4 separate regions of the Mus musculus genome follow, and regions 1, 3 and 4 are each linked to region 2. Evidence: chromatin contacts called from public Hi-C, capture Hi-C and promoter capture Hi-C data. All regions are on one chromosome and are shown on one strand. The core of a region is the stretch at or near the end of the contact, and the rest is flanking DNA. Distances in the headings are between cores, read along the strand shown. Region 1 has its middle 40 kb from the start of Gm5485. Region 2 overlaps Morc1 (microrchidia 1). Region 3 overlaps Dppa2 (developmental pluripotency associated 2). Region 4 has its middle 8.1 kb from the start of Morc1.

Region 1 (3,598 bases), core at 572-3,071, 190 kb before region 2:
AAATAGGTGCTAGGAACTGAACTCAGGTCCTCTGGAAGAGGAGCAAGTGTTCTGAATGGCTGAGCCATCTCTTTAGCCCCATTTCCCTTTTAAAACTCATCTCTATGTATGTTTTCAACAAAGTAATGGTGTCCTTTTGGGCAAAGACATTCCAATTCTTCAATAATCAATCCTCAGTCTGTTCAAAGAATCTCTGCGTGTATTTTTTTTTTTTTTTTTTTTTTGCTTATTTATTTTTACTATACAATGTAACAATTCCAGCCTGGCAGTCACAACATACCTTCCAAGTCTCCATGTCATTAGGATTCGATTTGTGACATGGCACAGGAAAAAGCTATCAGTATCTTATAGAAGATGCAAATTTGAATACATTAAAAACAGCTATGAAGTAGGAATTCCAGGACAATGTAGTAACCCTGTGGTCATCAGTGTCTAGAGCCTCTATCTTACTACCCTTGATACATGGCTTGAATTCTTTTCTTTTCTTTTTTAAAGATTTATTTATATTACATATATGAGTTCACTGTCTTCAGACGCACCAGAAGAGGGCATCCATTACAGATGGTTGTGAGCCACCATGTGGTTGCTGGGAATCGAACTCAGGACCTCTGGAAGAGCATTTGGTTCTCTTAACCACTAAGCCACATCTCCAGCCCTCTTGCACTCTTTTTATTTTTTGTTTTTTCAGTGCTGGACCTCACACATGCTAGACAAGCCTTCTACCACTGAGTAATAATGTCAGCCCATTGTTTATGTTAACAGCATATATAAACTATATATTATTAGGTAATGATGGACTTCATTATAACATACTCATACATGTATGTAATGAATCCCGATCATTTTCATCTCCCTGCTACCCACACTGATCCCTTTCCTCTTTCTAAATCTCTCTTCTGCTTTCCTGTCTCTTCTTGATGACGCCATGAATTTCATTAGAATTACTTACTGGAGCATGGATACAGCTGTGATTTCAGGAGCGTGGGAATATTACCATAGCTACACCACTGAAGAAAATGTCTCTCCTTCCTCTAGTAACCATTAACAACTGCCTATAGATTCCCAAGTTACTGGGCTGCAGGAATAAAACAGAATGCAGAGAGCATTCAGAAGGGGCTGCAGTCTCTCATTTCGATTTCCCTGTCATTTTCCATTTGTCTTCACATGGGAACAGCCTTCATGACAGTTTTAACTCTCAGGACCAAGACCCCAAGCCACACTGAAAGGACTGGGGTTTATTACCTCCATTTGAACAAGCCAGCATTTTAGTTACAAAATTAAAGTTATGCAAAGACATGTGGTACAAGCAGAGAGGACATCCCAGCAGAATTGACTGATGGTCGGGTCAACTCAGAGACATGGAACAATGCTGGAGAAGTTGACCTACAAGCAGAGTAAAAGATGGGAATTCTAGTCTGAAGCCCTGACTGAAAGCATCTCTGGGCAGCATTCGCAGGACCATAAGTCTCAAGGGTTTTGGAATTCTGTGGGGTCCTGGCTCAAGAACACTGTGCCCTTTAGTAATGGCTCCTTGTGTGGCATGAGCTGTGACACTAGTCTTTGTTTCTCATTAATTCCCAAAGATCTCCCTCACTTTCTCCCTGGGCATTACACACTGCAAAATGTGAGGACTGGGCTTTACCACAGCACCTTCGTCACCAGGCAGCGGACCGATTTTCTTTCCTCCAGATGGTCCTCATAGACTAGCCAAAGAGGAGACCAGGCTGGCCATCTGTTTCCTGTTGTCTTTTTAAGTTGCCTGGCCACTCAGCAAGGCTGACATAGCCCAGGGCACCAGCTGTCAGCCTTAGCTGCCCCCAGTTGGCCTTGCCATACTTTGTCATAGTAGGCTGGATAGGACAGGGGCCTTGCTCAGAACAGTTTGACACTCATGAGGAAAGATGGTTTGTTCCTCGTCCGTTCCAACCAGCTTGCCTTATGGCAAATATAAAAGATGCTTCCACGTCCTTAATGTCCACAAGCTAGGGATGGTGGTGGTGATTTGGGGGAGGGAAAAGGCAAGGATTGTGTGGGTAGGCAGAACAGATTGTAACATAAATCTGAATTAATGTATCTGTAAGAGATTTGATTATAATTTACAATTTACCCTTCTGCTTTTGGTTTGCCTCCTATTCTTTCTAATTATACATGTATTTATTTACAGACAAAATAAGGATATAGTCTTGGTATAAGTTTTGTACACACAGCTAGAAAATTAAGACGATCACCTACTATCCTGCACACCATAAGGAAAACTACTATTTATTTTGTTAAGTCTCTGTTTGTTAAGTGCTCTGTATGCAGAAATGCCTTAACTACACCCTCTATATTGTTTCCTCTGTGGGCTTTATTTCTTAACATCACAATATCAAATATTAAACACTTTTGATGAGTAAGTAACATCACTGTGCATGACTATAGCAGAATTCGTGTGGCTATTCTTTAATTGTTGGATGTTATTTTTTTCCCCATTTTGTTTTTATGTTAGATCATTCCATAAGGAATAGCCACATATAAACCACATTTAAAGTGTGTCTACTTCCTTGGCATAGGATGAAGATATCAGTTCTAAGGGACTGGTTACTGCACTGTTAAATTGCCTCAAGAAGAGTATCAGTGTCTTCATTGCCTTTAGTGGATTACATTGCCTTCAACAAGAAATTGCCTGTTTGCGATCTTCCTTCCTTCCTTCCTTCCTTCCTTCCTTCCTTCCTTCCTTCCTTCCTTCCTTCCTTCCCTTTGTCCTTCCTTCCTGATCCATTTTTTTTTTCTTCCACAAGAGCCATCACCGAAGGATAGATGTGAGCTAAAGAAGCTAAGACTGATACAAAGAGCCAGACACTCATTTCTGCCAGGTTCCCATAGTGACCTGGAGTGTAATCCGAACCTGACTCAGCAGGAGGAAAGGATGGTGATAATGCTTCATCCTGTGCCTGAGAGGGATCCACAGAGCTCTGCATCCCAGGAGGTGCTCCCTTTTGAACAATCTCCATTTCCATTAGCCAACTCTGCGGGTATCATGGCTGGCTCTGGGTCTTTAATGGCTGCTTTCAGTGGCCAGGTGGTCCCACCTACGGGGAAGAGCACAAGTGCTCCGCAGAGTGGAGAGTTGTTAGCCCAAGTTGGGCATGGTGGTTGGCTCTCAGAATAGAGATTCCTCAGGGGTACTGGCATCTTGTTGAGCATCCAGGCTGCTTCATGAGTGAGGGTCACACACCAGCCTTTTGTGAGCTTGCAGAGACAGTTTAGAACGCCCCAAGTTGATGCTGTACAGTCATGTTAGACTGTTGTTACAACACTCACCATCTTCAGATTTATGTTTATTGAGCCTTTCAAGTATCCAACCTGTCAGTATAGCCTTTCCACCTCCTGCCTGGCATAACCGTACTGTCTTCTCTGTGGGACAAACCAATTCTTGCCAGGTTAGCTCTAGTCTAGTTCCTTCAAGTCACATGCATTGGCAATCCTGGGCTGCATTTGTCTTTGTCTTTTTTTATATCTCTATAAAATTCCAAATGTTAGGTCCATAATAATTATCACTGATGTCAAACATTTTGTCACGTGATCATCTTCACTCTTGTATTTTCTCCCTAACTTG
Region 2 (3,230 bases), core at 362-2,861:
AGGAGGTAGTTCAAGGGCTTATTGGCTGTGCAAACTGCTTTTGCCTCAGGAGTGCAGGAAATGTTTACCTTTGTGTCAAGAGGGAATCCAGGATTAAATTTAGGTTTAGCCTAAAGACAGCTGTGTGCCTTGGGCCTAAAGGCAAGGAGGAATTGTAAGGGGAAGCACACAAGGATATCAGAACAGGCTGTGGAGTAAGATCAAGGGAAAGAGCGGGGCAGCGGAGGGCAGTGCGTGAATGACTTATAGATCTTGACTTTCACTTTTTCTGTCAGTTCTGTGGATCTGAATGGAAAGTGGAATGGATGGGAGTGGGCTGGACACTATGGGAGTCAAGAGGGAGAGGGTGGTCTAGCGAGGTTCCTTGCTCACAAGTAATAGCAACCAGTCTGGAGGGAGCTGGAGCAGTCACGATGATGATTGCACATTTCTAGATGAGCTTTGCATATAGCTCCTGGAAGGCAGAAATAGACAGTCAACAGGCACGGGGTGTGTGCTCAAAGGGCCACTGCTTCGGGTGTGGCTGAACTGACTTGTTTGTTTGTTTGTTTGTTTGTTTAAATAGATTCATTTCTTTTGTGTTTTTGTCTTAATGGTCAGATCTTTGTCTCAAATGGAGAGTCCTGCCTTCCTCTTCCAATTACCAGGAAAAAGGATTACCTGACCTATGGATTTGTGCCAGTAATCCCAACAACCTGGAAAACAGGTAAGTGTTGAGTAATTCTCCAAAAATTCTCTTGTCAATGTAAAATTCCTAAGGTATCCCTTATAAACCTTGAAAGTGTCAGTTATAGAGAGATTTTTACCTTAGAGGCCCATTTCTCTTTAAAGCCTTTGTAAACTCCTTGGCTATCTATGAGAATATTGTTGGTTAGTATATTTTTCTATTGATTTAAACTGATCTGGCCGGGCGGTGGTGGCGCACGCCTTTAATCCCAGCACTTGGGAGGCAGAGGCAGGTGGATTTCTGAGTTCGAGGCCAGCCTGGTCTACAGAGTGAGTTCCAGGACAGCCAGGGCTACACAGAGAAGCCCTGTCTCAAAACAAACAAACAAAAAACAGATCTGCTATCACAAAGCACAGGGCCTCATGTGTGTGGGCCTTCCACCTAGCAGGAAGCCTTGGCCTCCTGAGCTGCATCTCCCATCCATGCACACAAGCCAACAACTTGCTCTTACAGGAGTGTTCCTGAGAGGGTGTGTCCAGCAGCTCTAAGCTGTTAGAATATATGATTTAAAAAAAAATTAAGTCATGTATTGATTCCATTATTTTATATGCTAGAGGAAAAAGTTCAGACTAAACAGGAAAAAGGGCTGATTAAATATTGATGGCTGTCGAGCCCTTTTAGACTAATATCCTTTCTCTAGGGAAGGGAGTTAGTATTCCTTTTTAATAGAGGCATCTTCGCCCCACCCCAGCACTGCTTTCTCTGTACAATCTCCTCTATGTCCTTAGAGCTAAAGAGTAAAGGGATCACTTTTACTAATGTGGACCCGAGAGTAATCCCTCTTCTTCAAGTATGTTTATCCAGCTCTGAAGACTAACCCCCCGGGAAGCTGCCTTTCACAGCTTTCTTTACTTCCATTGTCCCGTGACCCTGAACTAGCATGCTCTCGCCCTCATCCCTTAGCAACTAGGGATGCCTCACAAAGCATTGCAGAATCATCCTCAAGACCACATTAACTTTGTCCCTTTTACGCATCCAGATAATTCCACTTGCAAGGAGAGGCAAGACAAATTTAGTTGTGTTGACAGAAAATTGATGGACTCTGAAACTATAAATACCAGAAAGTGCTTCTATTTCTTGTTCCCCGAAGTCCCTGAACCTTTCAACACAATGGCATAATACTGACCATCTGTATGTCATCCCCACTGAACAGATTATAATAAAATATGCAGAAAACAGCAGCAGGAGGCTTAGCAAGATGTAAGAGCATCTAATTGGGAGCAGACGCTTCCTGCATAGGGAACTCACAGTCTGTTGTGTGGATACGATGACTCCTGGGGGAAGACTGGGAATCAGTCCTGTGACCTCACTCAGTCCTCTGATTCAGCGTCGCAGTCTGGACCTACCTTCATGAAAAGTGGGGATTGATGTCTGCCAGGAGACCTATGCACTGTTGAGTTTAGATGATAGAATCATATAAAATAAACTCATATAAACAAACCTGATATGGTTGTGTATTAGGGCATGTTCTGTGAGAACAAGAACTGTCAAGAGTCTTGAGAGTAGACAAGGTATTGCCTAGAGTCCCAGAGCCTACAGTTGGTGGTCCAAAATGGCTTCCTAGTAGCCACCAAAATCAATGCTAGTGGATGGCGTTTGAATGAACAATGGTCTATGAAACAGAACTTGAGACAGAAACACCCCTTTTGTAAACACAAAAGCTTACCCTTCCATCTTCATAAAAGTCCTGTGAACTCATTCCATCCCTAAGAGGAGAAAGCACAGATACCCAGAAGGCTTTAGTGACCTGCTGGCGATTCTCCCTTCAAGCTGAACTTGAAGCAGAGAGTCTGTAATAGAACATCCTATGGAACTCAGTTCCACTTTACATGCATTTAATGATTAAAACCATCTTACCCATTGTAGTATTCAGGGCCAGCAGCCTGGACAAACTAACATAGAGCCAGTTTTGTTGAGGCTACTGAAGTCTTGTTTGTTTTCTGGTTCAAGCACAGAGGGAAACTACATTTTTGTTACAATCTCTGAGAAATAGCTGTCAGCACGCTCCCATTATATTCATGATATGCATTCATCTGTATTGAATGCAGGGATCACCAGCGGGGTAAAAATGATGCCTGTATTTGGCTGAAGCAAAGTCTCCTCTGTTTCAGAAAGGATGCAAAATACATAGAGGTTGTACTGCATATTAAAATTGTCCAAAGATCTTTGAAGGTAGACAGTTGCGTGTGCTTCATTTTAATAAAATACTTCCTTTCTCTGTTCTGAATAAAAACTTAACATGGCCAGGAGGTTCTTTTCTCAAATGAAGTAGTCCTGTGTAAATGCTGCTCCGTAAGTGTCTTCAGGTTCATGTGGTTGGTGGCTGTATAGACATCCTTGTGCAGTCATCCTTGGGCTTTGTTTATGTAGCACCTTCCTTGGAAAATAACAATAATAGCCAACACCACATGAAGGCAGAATGAAGTGGTTTTTTCACAGCAGTGCTTGAATTCAGTGGTAGTTCCTCACTCTTCTCTGCTGGTAGGGGTCAAGAGAAATCCAT
Region 3 (3,308 bases), core at 144-2,643, 240 kb before region 2:
GAAAGTACTTTTTTTAAAAATATATATAATTTTTTTTGAGTATGGCTTTATCATGTAGCAACTCCAGTGGACCTGGAAATTCTAGGTAGACCAGACACGTGTTGGGTTTTACATGCCTGTACAATACCACTTAGCCAGTACTGATGTATGTTTGACTAGTATAGAGTTCATTGCTTGTGCTAAACAACCTGGGTGTTGACAAGTGTTTATAGAGTGCCATACATTTGAAATCATATAGTATGCTACCGTTCAGATTGGCTTTTACCTAGCAATATGCCTGTGAGAAATATCCATGTCCTCGATTGATTTTTCTTAATGTTGAGATTCCATTGTCCAAGATGTGCCTTATGAATTGATGCTATTACATATGGATATCTGGTTGGTTTTTATATATCCAAGACAGGGTCTTTTGCAGCACAGGCTGGTCTTGAGTATTTTAATTTTTTTAAAGTGTTATTACTTGACATTTCCCACTCCGATCACACTCACCATCCCTGTCTTCTCTTATTGTGCCTGTAGCCCTACCAATTTGGCCTTTGGGGCCACTCACACAGACATGAATACAGTGTATTTACCAGTGTACAGGCAGCTCACTCGCCTGCAGCTGAACTGACTGCTGATGGCTCTCCGTGCTCCAGCAGTCATCAACTGGCAGTAGTAGCTCCCCAGGAAGAGCATGGCTCCCACAGACTCCTCATCTCTCCTTGACTGCATGTTTATGGGCTTGGTTGATCCTTGGGCCTTCATTTCCTAAGTGCTGAAGTGTACCACAGCGTACAATGCTGGACATTCAACCCAGGGCTGTAGGCATACTAGCAGGTCACATACTTTACAGAGCTACATTCCCAGCTGTAAATTGATGGTGAGGATAGAGACTCTGGGGAGCCCCGGCTGGTCCCCCAAATTCACAAACATGCCTCTGTCTGTTCAGTCTCGCACACAGGTTTGAGACGGATGTGTCTCGGGCTTGTCTTCAGGATGTGTAACCTAGGTCAATACCAAACTCTTGATCTTGCCTCTGCTTCTCAGATCACCAGATATAAGGTGTGCCACTACACCCAGACTGCTGGAGTGCACCATGATATATTGTTAGGATTAAACCAAGTCTTCCTTAGCTCTGAGTGCCTTCAAACTTTCCTTGTAGCTGAGGATAACTTGGAACTTCTGAGCCCCCCCTTCCTACTATTCTAGTGCTGGCATGGGTAATAGGTACCACCATTTCACCTTTTATGGAATGACCCTAAGGTTTTCTATAGCGACTCCAGCACTTGATATATTGGGCATCTTCCAGTCTGTTTTTTTGAGCTGACCCAGATTGAGCTCGGATTTCTGCTGTAGTCCAGGCTAGCCTTGGAACTAATTCTACCTCAGCCCCCTCTGTGCTCTCATGCAGAGTAACATGCACTGAGAACACAGGGGTGCTCAGAAGCCAGAGGGTAATGGGAGCACAAGGCCAGCCTTACGTATGGCAAGTGGCAAATTGAGGCCAGATTAGACTAAATAGTCATTTTAGGATTTTGTGGCTAGGCTGCCTCAACAACAAAAAGAATGGAGAGAGGAACCAAAGAAAGGAAGGAGGAGGGGGACTTTTGGGATAGCATTGGAAATGTAAATGAAGAAAATACCTAATAAAAAAGGAAGCCGGGCGTGGTGGCGCACGCCTTTAATCCCAGCACTCAGGAGGCAGAGGCAGGCGGATTTCTAAGTTCGAGGCCAGCCTGGTCTACAAAGTACAAAAAACAAGCAAACAAAACCATAACCCACCACTGGTTGCTCTTTCAGAGGTCTTGAATTCAATACCCAGCAACCACATGGTGGCTTACAACCATCTGTGATGAGATCTAGTGCCCTCTTCTGGCCTGCAGGCATACATTGCAGGCATAATGCTGTCTACATAAAAAAAAAGTCATTTTGACATTAAAAGGAGGTAGGAGGCCATAGTTATTTAAGGTTCAGTCTGCCTCTTAGTTTAGAATTGCAGCCCAGACACCTGTCTCCCTCTCCATGCAAACTGAAACATTGTTACATTGTTAACCTTTGCGGTTCTTTCAGTGCGATGGATTCTTCTTCCTTCAATCTTGCCTTGATTCTTGCCAACATCCTCCCTCCCCCCACCCGCTCTAAATCAGGAACCTGTGACAGCATTGGTTATACCAGATAATCTTTTTGTTTTCCGAGACAGGGTTTCTCTGTGTAGCCCTGGCTGTCCTGGAACTCACTCTGTAGACCAGGCTGGCATCGAACTCAGAAATCCGCCTGCCTCTGCCTCCCAAGTGCTGGGATTAAAGGCATGGGCCACCACTGCCCAGATAATCTAAGGTCATTTTTTCCCTTTCAAAAGCTTCAATTTGCTGAGCCTGGTGGCACATGCTTTTAATCCCAGAACTTGGGGATCAGAGACAGGCACATCTGAGTTGTAGAGCCAATCAGGTCTATAGAGTTCATTTCAGGATAGCCTGTGCTACAGAGAAACCCTGCTTGGAAAAATGAAACAAAAATCAAGAGCTTTAATCAGATCTTCCAAGTCTCTTTTGCCATTTAAACTATTTCCTTCTCAGGGTCCAAAGAACAATTTGGAGGAAAATATATGATAACAAAATAAAATCCCCTTCAAACAACTCACAGAGTCAGAATTTACAGAAAGTGCCTACATGGACTTTAGGGACATTGGTGTTTCCCAGGTGGGAATAAAAATAGAGGGTTTGGTAGAAGGAACAGCAACAGCATTGCAGAGCCTGGACATGGGGAGAATGAGCACTGATGGGAGCAGGGCTGTGCTCCGTGCAAGGAGACTGTAAGGTGATCCCAATCACAATCCACGCCGCCACCCCTTGGCTAATTTCTTTTTCTTGCACTAGGGATAAAGTCGGGGCTTGTAAGCATGCTAGGCCGTTCTGAAGCTCTGTGCTGACGAAGTATTCCTGGGTTCTAATCTGTATGAAAGGTGTGCAGACTTCTTTCCTTTCTATTCCCTAAACAACCCAGTGTGGTATCTACTTCTCAGCCTTTCATTGTACAAAGCTCCACTCATAATGAAAGGGGGATGCTGAGCCTATAATCCTAGCACATGGGACACAGAGGCAGGTAGACATCTTTGTGAGTTCCAGATTAGCCAGAGATACAAGGTGAAGACCTGTCTCCAAAGGAAAAAAAAAAAAGGCAAGGATACAGAATCATGTGGTTATTATTTGTTTATGTATATGTTTGCCTACATGTATGTGGAAGTACCACAGAGGACAGAGAAGGTGTCAGAGCCCCTGAAGCTGGAGTTGTAAGTGGCTGAGAGGTGCTTAATGTGGGGCAGGCAA
Region 4 (3,427 bases), core at 118-2,617, 140 kb before region 2:
CTCCAGGTCCTTTTTGTGTCTCAGTACCCTTTGTGTAAGACTGGCGCCTTCTTCTGCTATTGGAGATTCCACCAGAACAACAGTCCTCTGATTACTTTAGATGAGAATTATGACACCATGAATAATGACATTTTCAGTGGAGACACTGAATGTTTGTTTTGTAAAGGAGAATGAGAAAAAGAAACGATAAACCCAGAAAGAATAAGCAATATCACAATGACATAAAGCTATCGCCATTACATGATCTTGTTAGATATAGCCACACAAGCAGGAATGTGAGGGAGTCGCATTGGATTGATGTATGAAGAAAAAATGAGAGACAGAAGATAGGCTAGAATATGATCAACCACATGTCTCCCTCCCTCCCCACCCTCCCTCCCTCCCCACCCTCCCTCCCTCCCTCCCTCCCTCCCTCCCTTCCTCTCTCTTTCCCTCTCTCTATATCTGTTTTGTTCTTATGTAGTCTGAATTTGTAGCCTAAGCTAGCTTCAAACTCACAGCAATCTTCTTGGCTTGGCCTCTTAAGTGTTAATATTACAGGTGGCTGTCATGTCCTGGTTATCTAGCTTTCTTGAAGAAAGTTTTGAACTAAATGGATAAAATTTAATGAATACAGACAAGTCCAGTGAGTTCAGTGCCTTGGTGGACTATTGGCAGGTCACAGCGTACTCTGGGGCAGGGTGATGACTACCAGAGGGACTTGGAAAGGATTAATATTCATAACCAGTGGTATTTAAGAAGAGTTTTATCTGTGTAGATTAGGTATTAACAAAAATGAATAGGGTCTGGGGAGATAGATCAGTAAAGTGCTTGCAGTGCAAATGTGAAGATGGTTGGGTCCTCAGAACCCACACAGAAAGCTTAGCAACAAGAGGAGGTCATGTGTAATCCCAGCACCCTGTAGACAGAAATGAGGGGTCCCTGGAACTAGCTGGCCAGCTAGAGTACTCACAATCCAGATTCAGTCAGAGATCCTGGCTCAATAAATAAAAAGCAAGACACTGGATGTCACCTTCAAGCCTCTACATGCAAGCTACACATGTATGCCTTTGCAGACACAAACATTGCAAATTAAATAATAAACAGGAATGGTAATGTTACTCTAAGCATGGTGGCATCCACACACTTTAGCATGGCAGTGGTAATGGCCCATCCATAGACAATGGGGTGAGGAGCTTTGGGAAGCAACTTCCCTATTTAGTTCTAACTGCTTAGAGAATAGAGGTAATTGTAGGAATGGGAAAGACAATCAGGGTTTTAAAGAGGCAGGCATCCCCTCAAGAAGAGAGAGACGAATCTAGGCTCTATAAAGATGCAAATGAGGAAGTCCTGAGTAAGCAGACTTTCAACAAGTGCCTCCTTTCCTGCTCTCAACCTTTGTACTTGCCCTGGAACTGGATGGTCTGTGCTCTGGAATGCTGGCTCTCTGGTTCAGAGTGCTTGCTGCTCCTGCAGAGAATTTGAGTTCAGTCGCCAGGACCTACTTTGTATTGCTCACAATGGTCTGCAGCTCCAGCTCCAGGGGTGACCCTACATCTTCTGACCGCTGTGGGCACTCACTAGCACGTGTTCACACATAAATAAAAATAAACCTTAAAAGAAAATTGGGAAAAATGTGGAATTTGGAAGGCTAAGAACGTTATGGAGTCTTGTATACAATACCTTCCATCTCACATTCTGTTCTATTCTGTTAGCTCTTTTCTTCCCTCTTCCCTTCCCTTCCCTTCCCTTCCCTTCCCTTCCCTTCCCTTCCCTTCCCTTCCCTTCCCTTCCCTTCCCTTCCCTTCCCTTCCCTTCCCTTCCCTTCCCTTCCCTTCTTTTCTTTTCTTTTCTTTTTTCGACTCTGTTTCCCAATAGCCTTTCATGATTTTCATTCAGAGGCTTAGAAAGACAATCCACTACTGACCATACTATTAAGATATGTTCTCTGAGCAAGCCTTCTTTCTGGACAGGGCTTTAGACGCCATGGAAGCTGGGGCTGGCCTGCCAGTGTCTCTGAGCAAAGAAGGCAGAATAAGGTTCATACTCTAACTTGGAGCCTTGAAACTAAGTGTGGCCACATATAGTCCACGTGGCAATTCTCCCCCGCCACACCCTCAAATTTCTCTCTGCTGTAAAATGGAAGTTCTTAGGGCTTGTTGAAGATATTTTATCCTCTAAATCAAGACCCCAGGGAAGAAAGCTCAAGGCAGAGGATCTCTGAAATCACAGAGAGGCTCCTCTTATTTCTGCATGTTATATTTTTTTCATTATTACCATATGATTGTTATGGTGAACCAAAGGTAATTATAGCTCAATTGCATAATAAGGTCAACAGAAACTATTCTCAAAGTGTTGTCCACTTTGTTTCTATATATAGTGCATGCCCTATAATTCTTTTATGGCAACATACTTTGATCTCATCTCAAATAGTAGCGGTTTAGCACTGTGATATTGAAGAGATATGAAAATAGTAGAAAAATTCAGATACTAAGCAATTTAATTCCACTAAAGTAGGTTTTATTTTTTGTTTTGTTTTGTTTTTTAATATCTTATACTAGGCAGCCTCCAGATCTTGTTGCAGCATAAGACGGGAAGATAGAACAATTACAGGTAAGTAAGGTCCCTAGACTCAAATGACCCATTTGAGAGCATACAAGACAATTTGATCCATTTCAGAGCTCTGCAATTTGAGTTAGAAGACATTTTAAGAGATGGTACTTTTTTTTTTTTTTTGTAACAGCAGGAAAAAAAAATGTGCTTTTCTCTCCTTTGGAATTGCCAGTGACTCAGCACACGTTGGTAAGTGCTAAGCCCAAAGGCCAAGGTACCAGTCTATCTTACGTGCGTGAGACTTTTTCCTACCTTTGGACTTTAAAAAAGATTTTCATTAAAGAGTGTTCCAAAGTTCAATCCTCTTGTTTTGTCTCTTTGCTTTCTAATAGGGAGCCAAAGCTGCTTGCACTGGTTTTTAAAATAGTTTGCTAAAGTTGGTGTGAGTTTAAAAACTTGCACGCACTTCCCCCCATTATTTCCAAGAAAAATAATTCCAATCCCTGTATTGCCTTTTCAGATCCAGGCTGTGACTAATTGGTAGAGACTCATGACATTGACATTCCAGAGTTCCTGAGTTTCATTCCTAGCAACTACATGGGGGCTCACCACCATTTGTAATGATCCGATGCCCTCTCCATATATATATATATATATATTTTTTTTTTTCCTGAGACAGGGTTTCTCTATGTAGTCCTGACTGTTCTGGAACTCACTTTGAAGACCTGACTGGCCTCGAACTGACAGAGATATGCCTGCCTCACCAGTTCTGGGATTAAAGGCATACATGAAAAGGCATACATGAAATACTAAGTTTCTTGTGACTTTTTCTACTATTATTAACTGACTTCTTACTATCCTCCAGCTTTCTAGCTTCTGATTTCAGAGGGACTCT

The links. Promoter capture Hi-C pulls out the DNA fragments that hold promoters and counts their contacts. Hi-C and Micro-C count contacts between places; a contact is called where the count stands out from the background. Capture Hi-C pulls out chosen DNA fragments and counts their contacts.
Region 1: a contact with region 2 is called in a Hi-C map of cerebellum, with 3 times the contacts expected there. The contact joins two enhancer-like sites. A contact is called at or near these places in 1 of 39 promoter capture datasets (embryonic stem cells), 14 of 484 Hi-C or Micro-C datasets (cerebellar granule neurons, cerebellum, differentiating embryonic stem cells and 3 more) and 1 of 9 other capture datasets (embryonic stem cells).
Region 3: a contact with region 2 is called in a capture Hi-C map of embryonic stem cells, with 5 times the contacts expected there. The contact joins two enhancer-like sites. A contact is called at or near these places in 4 of 39 promoter capture datasets (embryonic stem cells, hippocampal neurons and liver), 9 of 484 Hi-C or Micro-C datasets (the G1E-ER4 cell line, embryonic stem cells, nephron progenitors and 2 more), 3 of 115 datasets of contacts at active chromatin or transcription factors (all in embryonic stem cells) and 2 of 9 other capture datasets (embryonic stem cells and pancreatic islet).
Region 4: a promoter capture Hi-C map of embryonic stem cells shows a contact between it and region 2. The contact joins two enhancer-like sites. A contact is called at or near these places in 1 of 39 promoter capture datasets (embryonic stem cells), 13 of 484 Hi-C or Micro-C datasets (Th1 cells, embryonic stem cells, nephron progenitors and 2 more), 2 of 115 datasets of contacts at active chromatin or transcription factors (both in embryonic stem cells) and 2 of 9 other capture datasets (embryonic stem cells and pancreatic islet).

The regions. Positions count from the first base shown.
Region 1 is chr16:48,370,895-48,374,492 of GRCm38.p6, forward strand. No RefSeq gene overlaps it. Among named protein-coding and RNA genes, the nearest start is that of Gm5485, 40 kb to the right of the region's middle. Within about 2 kb of position 1,822, at least 9 of the 459 cell types and tissues checked have an H3K27ac peak or open chromatin away from gene starts, as enhancers often do. A contact at or near this core is called in cerebellum, where this site is marked.
Region 2 is chr16:48,560,935-48,564,164 of GRCm38.p6, forward strand. It overlaps Morc1 (microrchidia 1), which reads left to right. Exons shown (of 27, transcript NM_010816.1): 16 at 601-706. Among named protein-coding and RNA genes, the nearest start is that of Gm41458, 51 kb to the right of the region's middle. Within about 2 kb of position 1,612, at least 14 of the 459 cell types and tissues checked have an H3K27ac peak or open chromatin away from gene starts, as enhancers often do. A contact at or near this core is called in cerebellum and embryonic stem cells, where this site is marked.
Region 3 is chr16:48,319,143-48,322,450 of GRCm38.p6, forward strand. It overlaps Dppa2 (developmental pluripotency associated 2), which reads left to right. Exons shown (of 7, transcript NM_028615.1): 7 at 1-371. Among named protein-coding and RNA genes, the nearest start is that of Dppa2, 11 kb to the left of the region's middle. Within about 2 kb of position 1,394, at least 7 of the 459 cell types and tissues checked have an H3K27ac peak or open chromatin away from gene starts, as enhancers often do. A contact at or near this core is called in embryonic stem cells, where this site is marked.
Region 4 is chr16:48,421,399-48,424,825 of GRCm38.p6, forward strand. No RefSeq gene overlaps it. Among named protein-coding and RNA genes, the nearest start is that of Morc1, 8.1 kb to the right of the region's middle. Within about 2 kb of position 1,368, at least 11 of the 459 cell types and tissues checked have an H3K27ac peak or open chromatin away from gene starts, as enhancers often do. A contact at or near this core is called in embryonic stem cells, where this site is marked.